Regions from separate parts of the Mus musculus genome. Here all the other regions are linked to region 1. The links are chromatin contacts, called in public ChIA-PET and HiChIP or PLAC-seq maps. All regions are on one chromosome and are shown on one strand. Each heading gives the region's core, a stretch centred on a gene start, on an enhancer-like site or on the middle of the called end of the contact. The rest is flanking DNA. Distances are from core to core; before and after follow the strand shown. Region 1 has its middle 27 kb from the start of 2610300M13Rik. Region 2 has its middle 23 kb from the start of Gm36144. Region 3 overlaps Tnip3 (TNFAIP3 interacting protein 3).

Region 1 (3,792 bases), core at 889-3,388:
AATAGCAATTTCTTCAAATGCTCTATGATATATTTATGTACCTATGATATATCCATAACAAAATCAGTAAAACTAAGACACACACTCAACATCACTTTCTCAGAAAAGCAATGAATGTACTGAGTCAGGTTTTTAATGGCTTTTTATATATAAATTATTACTTAACTCTTCCTGATTTTATCCCCAGGGCTGATACTATTCTACATGATGTATATTATAAATGTTTGTTGAGTATTTGGTAGTATGACTAAATAAATGCAGGGGAATTGGAGGACTCTCATATATAATTATTCTTTCAATGGACAGCAGCAGCTTCCTGCACAATTCCTTGAAGGAGCTTGCAAGGAACCTGAAGGAGTAAATAATGCAAAAGAGATGCTAAATGCTTTGAACTCTGCAGAATTCATTCAGTGACTCTTGGTGACCTGTTCCTTTTCTGCTGGCCAATCTTTTACACAGCTCACTATTTCCTAAAGCCTGTGGCATTTCATAACCACCCACAACATAGACATTCCTCCAGTCAAATGTTTTCAACTCAACTTGTATAGTTTGTGTTTGTATGTACAAACATATGTCTGTGTGCACATGCGTGTGCGAGAAAGAGAGAGAGAGAGAGAGAGAGAGAGAGAGAGAGAGAGAGAGAGAGATATTTAGGAACTCTGTCCTGCACTAATTCTGAAAAGAAGCCTTTTTCGTTGTTACAGTCTAGGAACAAGTGAGAATGATGTTATTCACTAATGACCTCATCCATAATGGAATTGTGAAGTGGGTTATGACAATTAGAATTAGACCAGAACAACTTCTAATTCCATCTGGCAAATATCAAGACTTTGTTTAAAAAACAAACAAACAAACAAACAAACAAACAAACCTCAGGCTCTGAATGTAATGGGTCAGGAGAAGATATTAAACCAGTAGGAACATAAACATAAATGGTTATTATAGACTATAAGCAAATGAAATTTCAGTCTTTTGTAACCTGGTAATCAAAGTTTCCATATATAAATATCCTAGCACATATTTCCCATGGTATTTCTATTTTATGTTTTAAGATACATTATTTTGGTAATTTAAACATGTTGAATACTTAAAATCTAAGTAAGACACATATATTACAAGTTTAAAAATAATTGCTAAGGAGAAAATTCTTCTGAGAATGGCATAGGCTATGACCAAATAAGCCAGGACAATAATAAAAAGTGGAATTCTTATATTTTCAGATTATCATTTTTGATATGGATTTAGTAAAACTATTCTGTAAGGCTGGAAAGATGGCTCAGTGGGTAAGAGCACTGACTGCTCTTCCAGAGGTCCTGAGTTCAATTCCCAGCAACCACATGGTGACTCACAAGCATTTGTAATGGGCAACCCATCTGTTGTGTCTGAAGACAGTGATGGTATACTCACATATATGAAATAAGTAAATAAATCTAAAAAATAAATAAATAAAACTATTCTGTATAATTTTCTCACCCAAAACCACTGGCCCTATGCTACTAGGGAAACTGGGGTCTCCTCACTTGGCTTTTAGTCTCATTGATAAAAGAATTTTAAAACAACTTAATAGGAAGCTCATAGACAATTTTATTCAAATCTAAGAGAAAAAAAAACCAGCGTAAAGAAGCTACTGGGATAAGGAGAGGAGAAATGGAAAATGCCATGCCTTTTGTGTTAGAACAGGATATTCAGCACTGGGCATCTTCAAGCAGCTACCTAGAGCAAGCAACTACTCAGCAAAGGCAGGGGGAGAGGTGGAGGTAGCCTAAAGAGAGAAAGAGTGAGAAAGCCCAAAGTACCAGAGAAGCCATACTTGAACTTTGGCCAGTTTAAGAAACAGACTTTTTCAAAGTATAAAAAAAAAAATCCTAACTCAGAAAAGCAGTCAGAGCTGGGCGGTGGTGGTGCACGCCTTTAATCCCAGCACTTGGGAGGCAGAAGCAGGCGGATTTTTGAATTCGAGGCCAGCCTGGTGTACAAAGTGAGTTCCAGGACAGCCAGGGCTACACAGAGAAACCCTGTCTTGAAAAAACAAAAACAACAACAACAAAAAAAAGCAGTCAGACTTAGCACAGCTGCACAGCAGCAGCTCTGTGAGTAGCTGCACTGAGGGCTTCTGGGAGGAAATGTACACGTCTTTGCTCAAGACCAGAATTACCACTCTGTTGACCAGATCTAAAAGAGTACAAAGGATGTTCCCCTTTCTTGTGTTATGAGGGAAATGGAAAGCAGAGTTTAAAGCTTCAGGGATCTCAAAGGCTACTCTAACATCCCCCATTCTAGAGAGGTAAGCCTAAAATCACTTAGAACTTAGTCCAGGATTCAGAGGCCAGAAATCCTCCCGGCATTTCTAGCCTTCAACTGAAATAAGACCAGGAACATCTCCATCTTTGACCCAAGGAGAAGAATGCTCACTCTAAATCTGCCTTACCTACGTCCATATCCTGCCCTTATTGATTAAGGTGGAGATTTATCAGATGCAACTGAGTCATTACAGAGGAAGAGACACTAAAGATGTCCACCTGCCTAACATAAGGACGGCTAGAAATAGTCTCTTCAGGCCCAGATGTGCATCATCCTCAGAAACGGCCACTGCTGGATCTTAATCTGCACTTCTAGCCTCCATGACAATGGGATAATAAATTTAGGTTGTTTCAGCCTCGCAGCCTGTGACATTTTCCTATGACAGGCCATGTCGACCTGTAGGCCCCTTAGTCTGCTAAGAGTGTTGGCTTTAACCATTTTGGAAAGACACTAAATGTCACTGTTATATATCAATTTCTTTATTTTTCATTATAGAGCTTCCTGAACTGCCCCCTGGTCCTTGAAATATTAGCTACATTGCTTGATCTCTCCCAGTCTACAGCCCTAGGGTCTATTTCTAAAGTAATTTCTTTGGTTGCTTTCTGTAGAAAAGGTATAGACCCCGGCATGTTCTTCTTCATAAGACTAATATGGCAATGACGTCACTATTTTTGTTGTCAGAGAGGTGGATTTACTACTGATCATCATTGCTGCTTCCTGTGGCTGCTTGCTGTTACTCATAAATGTCATTGTACTAGAGAGAGTGAAGACGTTACAAGTTAGACTTCAGATGTAAAATGGCCCCACTGAAAGGAACTTTGAATGCCTCCTATGCCACCAGATGACTCGGGTATTGTTAAACCTGGCAGAGATCATGGGCTTTAAAGAAACCTTAAGCTATAATTTCTAGTGACAACTTAAGAGTAGTCAGACTGTACCATACCAATTTACACATAAAAGCAACCCAGATTCAAAACCTTCAGGCTATTCTTTCTTACCAAGGTGGGGCTGTTTGAAACATAAAACTCAATCATCTGAGGCTTTCTTGAAAGTGTCTCAGATATGCTCATAATCTGTCACTACAGCACACTTCTCTGCCTGAGCCACAGAGCAGGGACTGACAAGAAATCCACGTTCTGTGTGTTTCATAATGACTTCCATCTAGGGGAGAGTGATCATGCCTAACCATGACAGGATGCTTCTCTTACAGCAACCACATGTTGCGTTTTCACACTGACAGTTTGAACATGGTTGAGTTACCAGTGAAGTCAGGTCAGAATTTTCATCTCACTCAAATGGATTTGACTTTGGTGACCATAGAAACCATTCAGTACACAGGTGAATAGGCACACACAGACTGACCATAAGACTCCATGTTGAGGTAAGTGCTTCAGTTCTTCCACTAACACTGAAAAAAAACAAAACAAACACACCTGTCTTCATCTAAAGGTAGAGGTGAGAAGAGACTACAAAGCCACAGCCCTGGGTACA
Region 2 (3,826 bases), core at 287-2,786, 850 kb before region 1:
AGGAGACATAAATAATCTTCTCTTAAAACCTTTATTGTTAGTAGAAACATGTTGATTTTTAATATTATCTTGTTCACAGTCAAATCCATTTCATCATGTTAATCATAATCTTGTTTCTGGAAAGGGAGGGCTGCTGAAAGGAGGCAGTCACGAAGCAGGAAGGCCATGCTGTGTATGGCAGGCATCGTTCCTCAAGTGCCTCTCAACTTAAAACCTGTGTGTGTTTTAAACATTTAGTCATAAGAATCTTCACCTGTGAGATTTTTTTTCCTTCTGCATCACTAAGCTAAAGTACTTCTTTGAATGGAATCTCGAATGGCAGAGATTCCACAGCCTCTCTAACTGGTTTTGTTCTCACAGTGGTTTTTGCTCTTTTTATATCCTCCAGTCACCTTGACTGAGCCTTTAGGACCTGTATGATCTTCAGTCTGTCCTCTAATTTATGCCTCTTTGTCTTTTTCTGCCATCTATTTAATATCTAATTACATCACTTCTCTTCTGTTTGGCACCATCCTCTAGATTCAGAGTCTAGAAGAACAGAAAGAGATTCAAGAAGAGCATTATGAAAGGGATTCACTGGAATGGCTGATATGAGTGTCTGCAGGCTAGAGAAGCTGAGACACCAATTACTGCTCAGTCCATGAAGCTGGATGTCAAGGATCGAAACCCAGTGAATGCCTGGAAGATTCCTGGGTAGCTACTACTCTTTATGTTAGAATGTCCAAGGTACTAGGTGGTGGCAAAAGTCTGCAGAGATGGAAGTGGGAGCCACAAGAGGAGGGATAGATAACCTCACTCATCAGGAATCAAAAGACAGGCCTGACAGGAAGCACTGTCCTTTTCTCAGATCTCTTTGTGATCTAGAGCACTTAGAGGAAGACACTGTTATCTCAAATAAAAATTCTCCTTAGCTAATCCTTTCTGTAAATGTCTCAACAGATCTTGGTGACTCCAGATCCTGTTAGGTAGACAACCAAGATAAGTCATCACATCTCCCTTGTGATGGAAAACATTAGCAAAGGTTCTCTCTGTGGGAAAGAGTCAACACATCAGGGACAGTTTGCTTTTAACATACTGAGCCATCTCTGACTCTGTGTCATTGTCATCTTTGCATATCCTGTCCAGCCTCTGGTATAATCCATGCATTTGTCCAAAATATTAGAAGTGGATGCTCTTGGCCAGATTTATAATAAGATGACACAACCCAAAGGACAGGCAGTTTTACATAGACAGTGTCACCTACCTACACCTCTGGATGGATACTATACAGAAAGGTAGGTGGCCCCTCCTTAGGGAGGTTTAACTTGTGTCTGGCTGAGTATGAGGTGGGCTGACCTGAAAGCCCAATTCTCATGCCACAGCCCATCCCAGTGCCTTTTCTCACGCCAGGCTCTCTTGCAAGCGGATCTACCGTGCTTTCTGCTGTATCCAAAGCTATGTTGCTTCAATCACCATTCTTGGTCCAACTGTACTGTGAGCTAGAGACACATTAATACAAAAGCTCTGAAACTCTGCTATTGACCTGACTCAGGAAGTAGCAGTCTGTAACCACATCCTGCAGAGGACTGTGCTGGCTGCAAGAGGTGCTTCGGGTATATGACATGTCCTCAGTAAATATCCATGACTGAATAAATAAGTGAATTCCTCCTTCAAAGAAACCCTGCTTGATTATGCTTTTCCTTTGAACAGTCCCTTCACTTCATGTTCGTCTTCAACCCTTAACTCTGTTCACAGGGTTCTGGACTACTGCGTGATGAGATTTAACCACTGTGTATCATCTTTAGCTTGTCTTGCTCTTTCGGTGTCATTCACATGGAAGGAAGCAAAGAAGGAAGATTCAGAAACAAACAAAAAGGCAAAGGAGAGCCCCCTGCTTGTCAGCTCAAAAGTCCAGGCTAAGAAAGTATCTGTGATTCTTTTCCTGAAATAGGTGCTGCTCCGTATTCCTTGATCACAAGTAAACCAGCATAGTACGGCACAAAAGAAGAGATAAAAACTGATGATCATCTCAGCACACACAGAAAATGCCAGGCAGGTTCAACATCCAAAAGATCACAGGAAATATTGCTTTCACTGGGGTGGCTGAAGCCATGCCCGGTCCAAAGTGAGGCTTCTAAAAAGTGAGGGTTCTACAAAGTGAGGGCTCTAGGAAGCAAGGTTCCCACAAGGCTTGCTTCTGTTCATGGCATACCAGAAGTAATGGACCAGAAAAAGAAATAAGTCTCTTGAATTGGAAGGAGAAAAGAAATATCCTTGTTTATGTAAAAAAAAAAAAACCCTAAACCCTCATCATCAACAACAAAACAGTATAAAAATAAAAAATAAATGAAATAAAGTGGCCAAGTACAAAATTGGGAGTATGAAAACCAGGGTATTTCTGTGTATGAACCATGAGCCATTCAAAAGAAAGCTTAGGAGAAGAATCCTATTCATAACAGTAAAACAAGCAAGACAGACAGACAGCAAGCAGGCCATCAAGCAAGCCATCAAGCCATCAAGCAAGCCATCAAGCAAGCAAGCAAGCAAGCAAGCAAGCAAGCAAAAACCAATAAATATGGGGAGGCAAGAAGGCTCAGCAGAGTTTCTTACTAAGAAAGAAGGAAAAAGAAACCAACTCTACACCCAAATTCTTGTCTGATCTCTACTTGTTTGCCACAACAGAAGACCTGGCCTATAATAATAAAAAATTAAGATTAAATCAAGTCCCAGCTGGGTGTCCTAGTTAGAGTTACTATTGTTGTGATGCAATTCCATGACACAAACCAAGTGAGAAAGGAAAGGATGTATCTGGCTTTTGCTTACACATCACTGTTTATCACTGAAGGAAGTCGGAGCAGGAACTCAAACAGGGCAAGAGCCTCGAAGCAGGAGCTGATGCAGAGGTCATGACGGAGTGCTGCTTACTTACTGACCTTTTCCTCATGGCTGGCTCAGCCTGCTTTCATACAGAGCCCAGTACCACTAGCCCAGGGATGGTACCACACACAATGGGCCAAGCTCCATCAATCACTAATTAAGAAAATGTTCAGCAGCTGGATCTAATAAAGGACTTTTCTTAATTGAGGTTTCCTCCTTTGAGATGTTGCTAGCTTGTGTCAACTTGATATAATACTATCCAGTACATTGGACATGCTGGCTCATACCTACAATTAATTCCAGCATTTGGGAGCTGAGGCAGGAGGCCTGTGAGTTCCAGGTTCGCCAAAGGTACACAGTGAGACCTTGTCTCAAAACAACTTCTGTTCTTCAGAATAGTTCAGTAAAAATTTCCAATAAATGAGACAATGGGGGGGAGGGGGAGCTGGTATTAGGGGCAGGATAAGCTTCATGGTAAAATACTTCACTAGTCTGTGTGAGGCCCTGGCATTTGATCCCCAGTACCCTCTTTGGTCTGTAAAAGAGCAATTTCTATCCATCAGCATTAGTAGTAAGTAGTATTTCTCAAACCACTTACTTAAACCACTAGCTTTTCCTATGAACCAACTTGTTTTCTTCACTCCATTGTCACATCTGGATTTTGTTCTTTGCCTCATTCTACTGGTTCCTGGGGATTTTATTTTATTTGCTTACATGGATCCCACGTCACCTTCCAATTTACTAATCTGTAGCATTTCGTTTTCAAAGTCCTCTTCTACCAGAATCACTCAATGAGCTGTTTTCAGGATTCAGGAGTATTCATGGCAGTTTCCTTGCAGCTCATATGTGGAAAGGTACTGACTAGTGACAAAGACATTCATCTAGCTACATCTTGTCCATCTCGGTGACAGGACCAGGCTTAACTCTTTTTTTTTTTTAGATTTATTTATTTATTATATGTAAGTACACT
Region 3 (3,462 bases), core at 233-2,732, 890 kb before region 1:
GAACCTTTTATAGATGTGATACAATACTATTCTCTTAACCTCTGTTAAATAGAAAATGATTAACCCATCTAAGGGTTAGTGGAAGTGCTATGAGATGTTTTCCCTTTTAAAGAAAATAAGTTGCTTGAGATTGATTTATTAAATATAATAACTAGATTGGAAAGTTATTATAAAGACTGAAATGACATTTTAACCAATATGTTAGCTACTTCGAATCTTGAGTTAGCTATATTCTATAATATTTATTTTTCTAGACAGAAATCTCATTAAGGGTCCAATTTACTCGACAAAATTTTCTATTGTATGAAATGAAGAACTGAGAGGCGTAAGTCAGGAGCCCCAGTTATATAAAACAGTGAACTTCTTGGAGATTGTCTGAGGCACCAACAGCCGGTGAGAGGCTGGAATTTTGCCTTTTATCTGTATGAAAATGCTGTACTCTGAATATTTACCTGTAGTGAAGTTCCATATTTTTCTAAAAATTACTGTCCTTGTCTTTGATATAGAATGGTGAAGGATTGGCCTTGATCTATTTAGTATCAGTTTATTGCAGTGATTTTTTCCCCTACTTTTTTATTTTATTTTATTTTATTTATTTTATTTTTATTTTTTCGAGACAGGGTTTCTCTGTATAGCCCTGGCTGTCCTGGAACTCACTCTGTAGACCAGGCCTTTTAAATGTTTTAAACCAGTTCCTTAGAAATAGGAAGTAGATTACATACCACACCCACTGATTTGACTACTGCATATGAGGATTAAGGTCTTTAATTTTTACCCCCAGCATCACCACAATCGCATTAAGTTTTGATGCACTCAGTACCCCTGTCTGTCCCCTATTCAGAGAATAATGCTCAAAGGGATTGTTAGAGAAAGCCTTGCAGGTTCCCTTTGCTTGCTTGGGGAATGACTAAGCTAGGCAGTCAGTTTGAGGATTTCTGCCCTACTGTTCCCTTCGGTAATTTTTTTATTTGGATCTTGTTTTCTTGTTCTTTTCTTCAGAAGGAAAAGGACAGCCTAAGGAAAGAATTACAGGCACTGAAGAAGGAGAATAAGCTGTTGAAAGAAAACAACGCTCTGGCCAACAGGAAGAAAGAGCATTATGCATGTGAAATTAAACGCCTCAATAAGGTACCAGAGCAGGTGAAGCAAGGAGAGTCAACAAGAAAGCCTCAGCAGGAGGTTGTGAATCACCACAGAGCCAGGGCCACAGTGAGGTTCCTCTTGCTTCTGCTGAGGATGCTCTCTCCAGTTTACACAGAGCATCTAGCCACAGCATATAAGCCATATTTGGTTAGGACGCTTTAGGGAATTTTTGTCCCTGCCAAGGACCATGAAAAGTAGAAATAAAAGAGAAATAATAGTCGTCAGTAAGAACTTTTTCTTTAAAAAAAAAAAAAAAAAAAAGAACTACATAACTGCATGGGGTGTTTGTGAACAATAACACATATTTTGGTCAACCACAAAAGCTTCCTGAGGAAGCAAGCTGTTCTTTAAAGTGATAGCTCTGGAGCTGGGTTTGATGCATGCATGATCTATGGGAGCATGCCCAAGGGCAAATTCAAGGCCGAGCCATCTGCTGTCCGCGGGGGAGCAAGCCTGAATCCACTGTGAATAGCCACTGAAAGAGCAGGGCTTTGGGGGGCCTACAAATGGCTCAATAGCTAAGCTCAGAGGAGAAACTGAATTGCTGTAAAAGGATGACTATGAGTGTGTGTGTGAATGTGGGCATATGTTTGTATAGGTGTGTGTATGTACCTATGTGTCTATGTATATGTATATGTGGGCATGTATGTATGCATATATGTGTGTATTAGATATGTGTGATATGTGCATGTATGTGTAATGTGTAGTATATATGTATATATACATGTGTGTTTGTGAATGTATATGTGTGATATATGCATGTGAACATGTGTGTATATATGTGTTTATGTATGTATATATGTGTATGTGTATATAAGTGTGTGCATATATTTGTGTATATGTACATGTGTGTATACATTTGTATATATGGGTGTATGTATATGTGTATGTGTTTTGTCTCATGAACTAATGTAATATTCTGTGGAATGAGAAAGCTAATGTAGCACAAAAACATAAATCCTGTACTGTTGTTTTTCCAAGAGCTAAGCCAAGTGTAAACACAGGCATACTGAAGAATGTGGTTGAGTTGAGATATGCATTGCTCAATTATTTCATGACCAAATTAACAGAAATTATCTACAGCAAAAGCAAGTAGCAGGCTGGCCTTTAAAATGTGTCTAGTCCTATACTTTGGACTGCATGCCAGCTCATGCTCACAGACCCCGTTTAAAGACCCAAGTGAGCTGTATGCTGATGTCTTTGACAGGATGCTTACTAGCCAGACTTGGCATTAGGTCTGCTTGCAGCACAAGTAATTCTTCAAGAGAAAACAGGAAGGTAAAGAAAGACTTCATAAACTCTATTTCATCCTTCAGAGAGAGAGAAAATGTTCAGGGAAAATATATGTCTTTTCTTTTTTATCCTCTACTGGAAAAATTACTCCACATGCATCAGAGGAAGTTGGATAAATATGATCACATTTGAGCTCCTGGTCCTCTTGCCACATGAAGGCAAACAAACAAACAAACACCAAACCAAAACAAAAACTCAAACAACAAAAACATATAAACACTCAAGAGTTTTGTATTTTGGTTCATTTCCATGTGCTCATGCTGTTGTGTTTATAAAAAGATAAAGAGCAGGGGAATATGTTTTGTGGATATGTGATGAGATGTGGGGGAAGGAGGTGCCTCCTCGGGCGCATGCTGAGGCATCCCTTCCCCCTGAGGGACTAAACACACAATATAGTATAGAATTTATTATTCAGGGTGTGAGCAGGGGAGTTGATAGCTTAGTAGAGGCAGAGAAAGGCAGGGAGAGAGAGAGAGGAGGAGAAAAGGGGGAAAGAGGGGAGAAGAGAAGAGGGAAGAAGAGGGGAGAAGAGAAGAGGGGAGAAAAGGAGGGGAGGGGAGGGGAGGGGAGGGGAGGGGAGGGGAGGGGAGAAGAGAAGAGAAGAGAAGAGAAGAGAAGAGAAGAGAAGAGAAGAGAAGAGAAGAGAAGAGAAGAGAAGAGAAGAGAGAAGAAGCAGAGGCTGCCATGAGCACGTGGAGAGATTGGGGGGGGGGAGGGGGCAAGGAGACAGAGTGGGAGAAAGAAGGCAAGAGCAAGAGAGAGAGGAGGGGGCAAGCAGCTCCTTTTATACTGGGTCAGGCATACCTGGCTTTTGCCAGGTAACTGTGGGGAGGAGCTTAGACACACCTGGCTGTTGCCAGGTAACTGGAGCAATGCTTAGAGAAAATGCTAATGCATGCTGTTTTCCTGCTAATGGTGATTGTGGTTGCCAGAACCTATTTAAATTCAGAGAAATAGGCAACTGCCATGCACACTTACCATGCACTATAACCTCAACACTTAGGTGGCAGAGGCAGGAGGATCTGC

Evidence for each region. ChIA-PET counts read pairs in DNA pulled down with a chosen protein or histone mark. HiChIP or PLAC-seq counts read pairs in DNA pulled down with a chosen protein or histone mark.
Region 2: a BATF HiChIP or PLAC-seq map of CD8 T cells shows a contact between it and region 1, with 5 read pairs. The contact joins two enhancer-like sites. A contact is called at or near these places in 1 of 15 datasets of contacts at CTCF or cohesin (pro-B cells), 1 of 484 Hi-C or Micro-C datasets (bone marrow-derived macrophages) and 3 of 115 datasets of contacts at active chromatin or transcription factors (CD8 T cells, double positive thymocytes and thymic regulatory T cells).
Region 3: an RNA polymerase II ChIA-PET map of memory CD8 T cells shows a contact between it and region 1, with 10 times the contacts expected there. The contact joins two enhancer-like sites. A contact is called at or near these places in 9 of 39 promoter capture datasets (the 3T3-L1 cell line, 3T3-L1-derived adipocytes, cranial neural crest and 6 more) and 3 of 115 datasets of contacts at active chromatin or transcription factors (T-cell acute lymphoblastic leukemia, cardiomyocytes and memory CD8 T cells).

What each region holds. Positions count from the first base shown.
Region 1 is chr6:66,491,758-66,495,549 of GRCm38.p6, forward strand. It overlaps the pseudogene Gm19764. Among named protein-coding and RNA genes, the nearest start is that of 2610300M13Rik, 27 kb to the left of the region's middle. Within about 2 kb of position 2,139, at least 23 of the 459 cell types and tissues checked have an H3K27ac peak or open chromatin away from gene starts, as enhancers often do. A contact at or near this core is called in CD8 T cells and memory CD8 T cells, where this site is marked.
Region 2 is chr6:65,646,380-65,650,205 of GRCm38.p6, forward strand. No RefSeq gene overlaps it. Among named protein-coding and RNA genes, the nearest start is that of Gm36144, 23 kb to the right of the region's middle. Within about 2 kb of position 1,537, at least 36 of the 459 cell types and tissues checked have an H3K27ac peak or open chromatin away from gene starts, as enhancers often do. A contact at or near this core is called in CD8 T cells, where this site is marked.
Region 3 is chr6:65,598,814-65,602,275 of GRCm38.p6, forward strand. It overlaps Tnip3 (TNFAIP3 interacting protein 3), which reads left to right. Exons shown (of 8, transcript NM_001001495.2): 5 at 1,000-1,128. Among named protein-coding and RNA genes, the nearest start is that of Tnip3, 10 kb to the left of the region's middle. Within about 2 kb of position 1,483, at least 77 of the 459 cell types and tissues checked have an H3K27ac peak or open chromatin away from gene starts, as enhancers often do. A contact at or near this core is called in memory CD8 T cells, where this site is marked.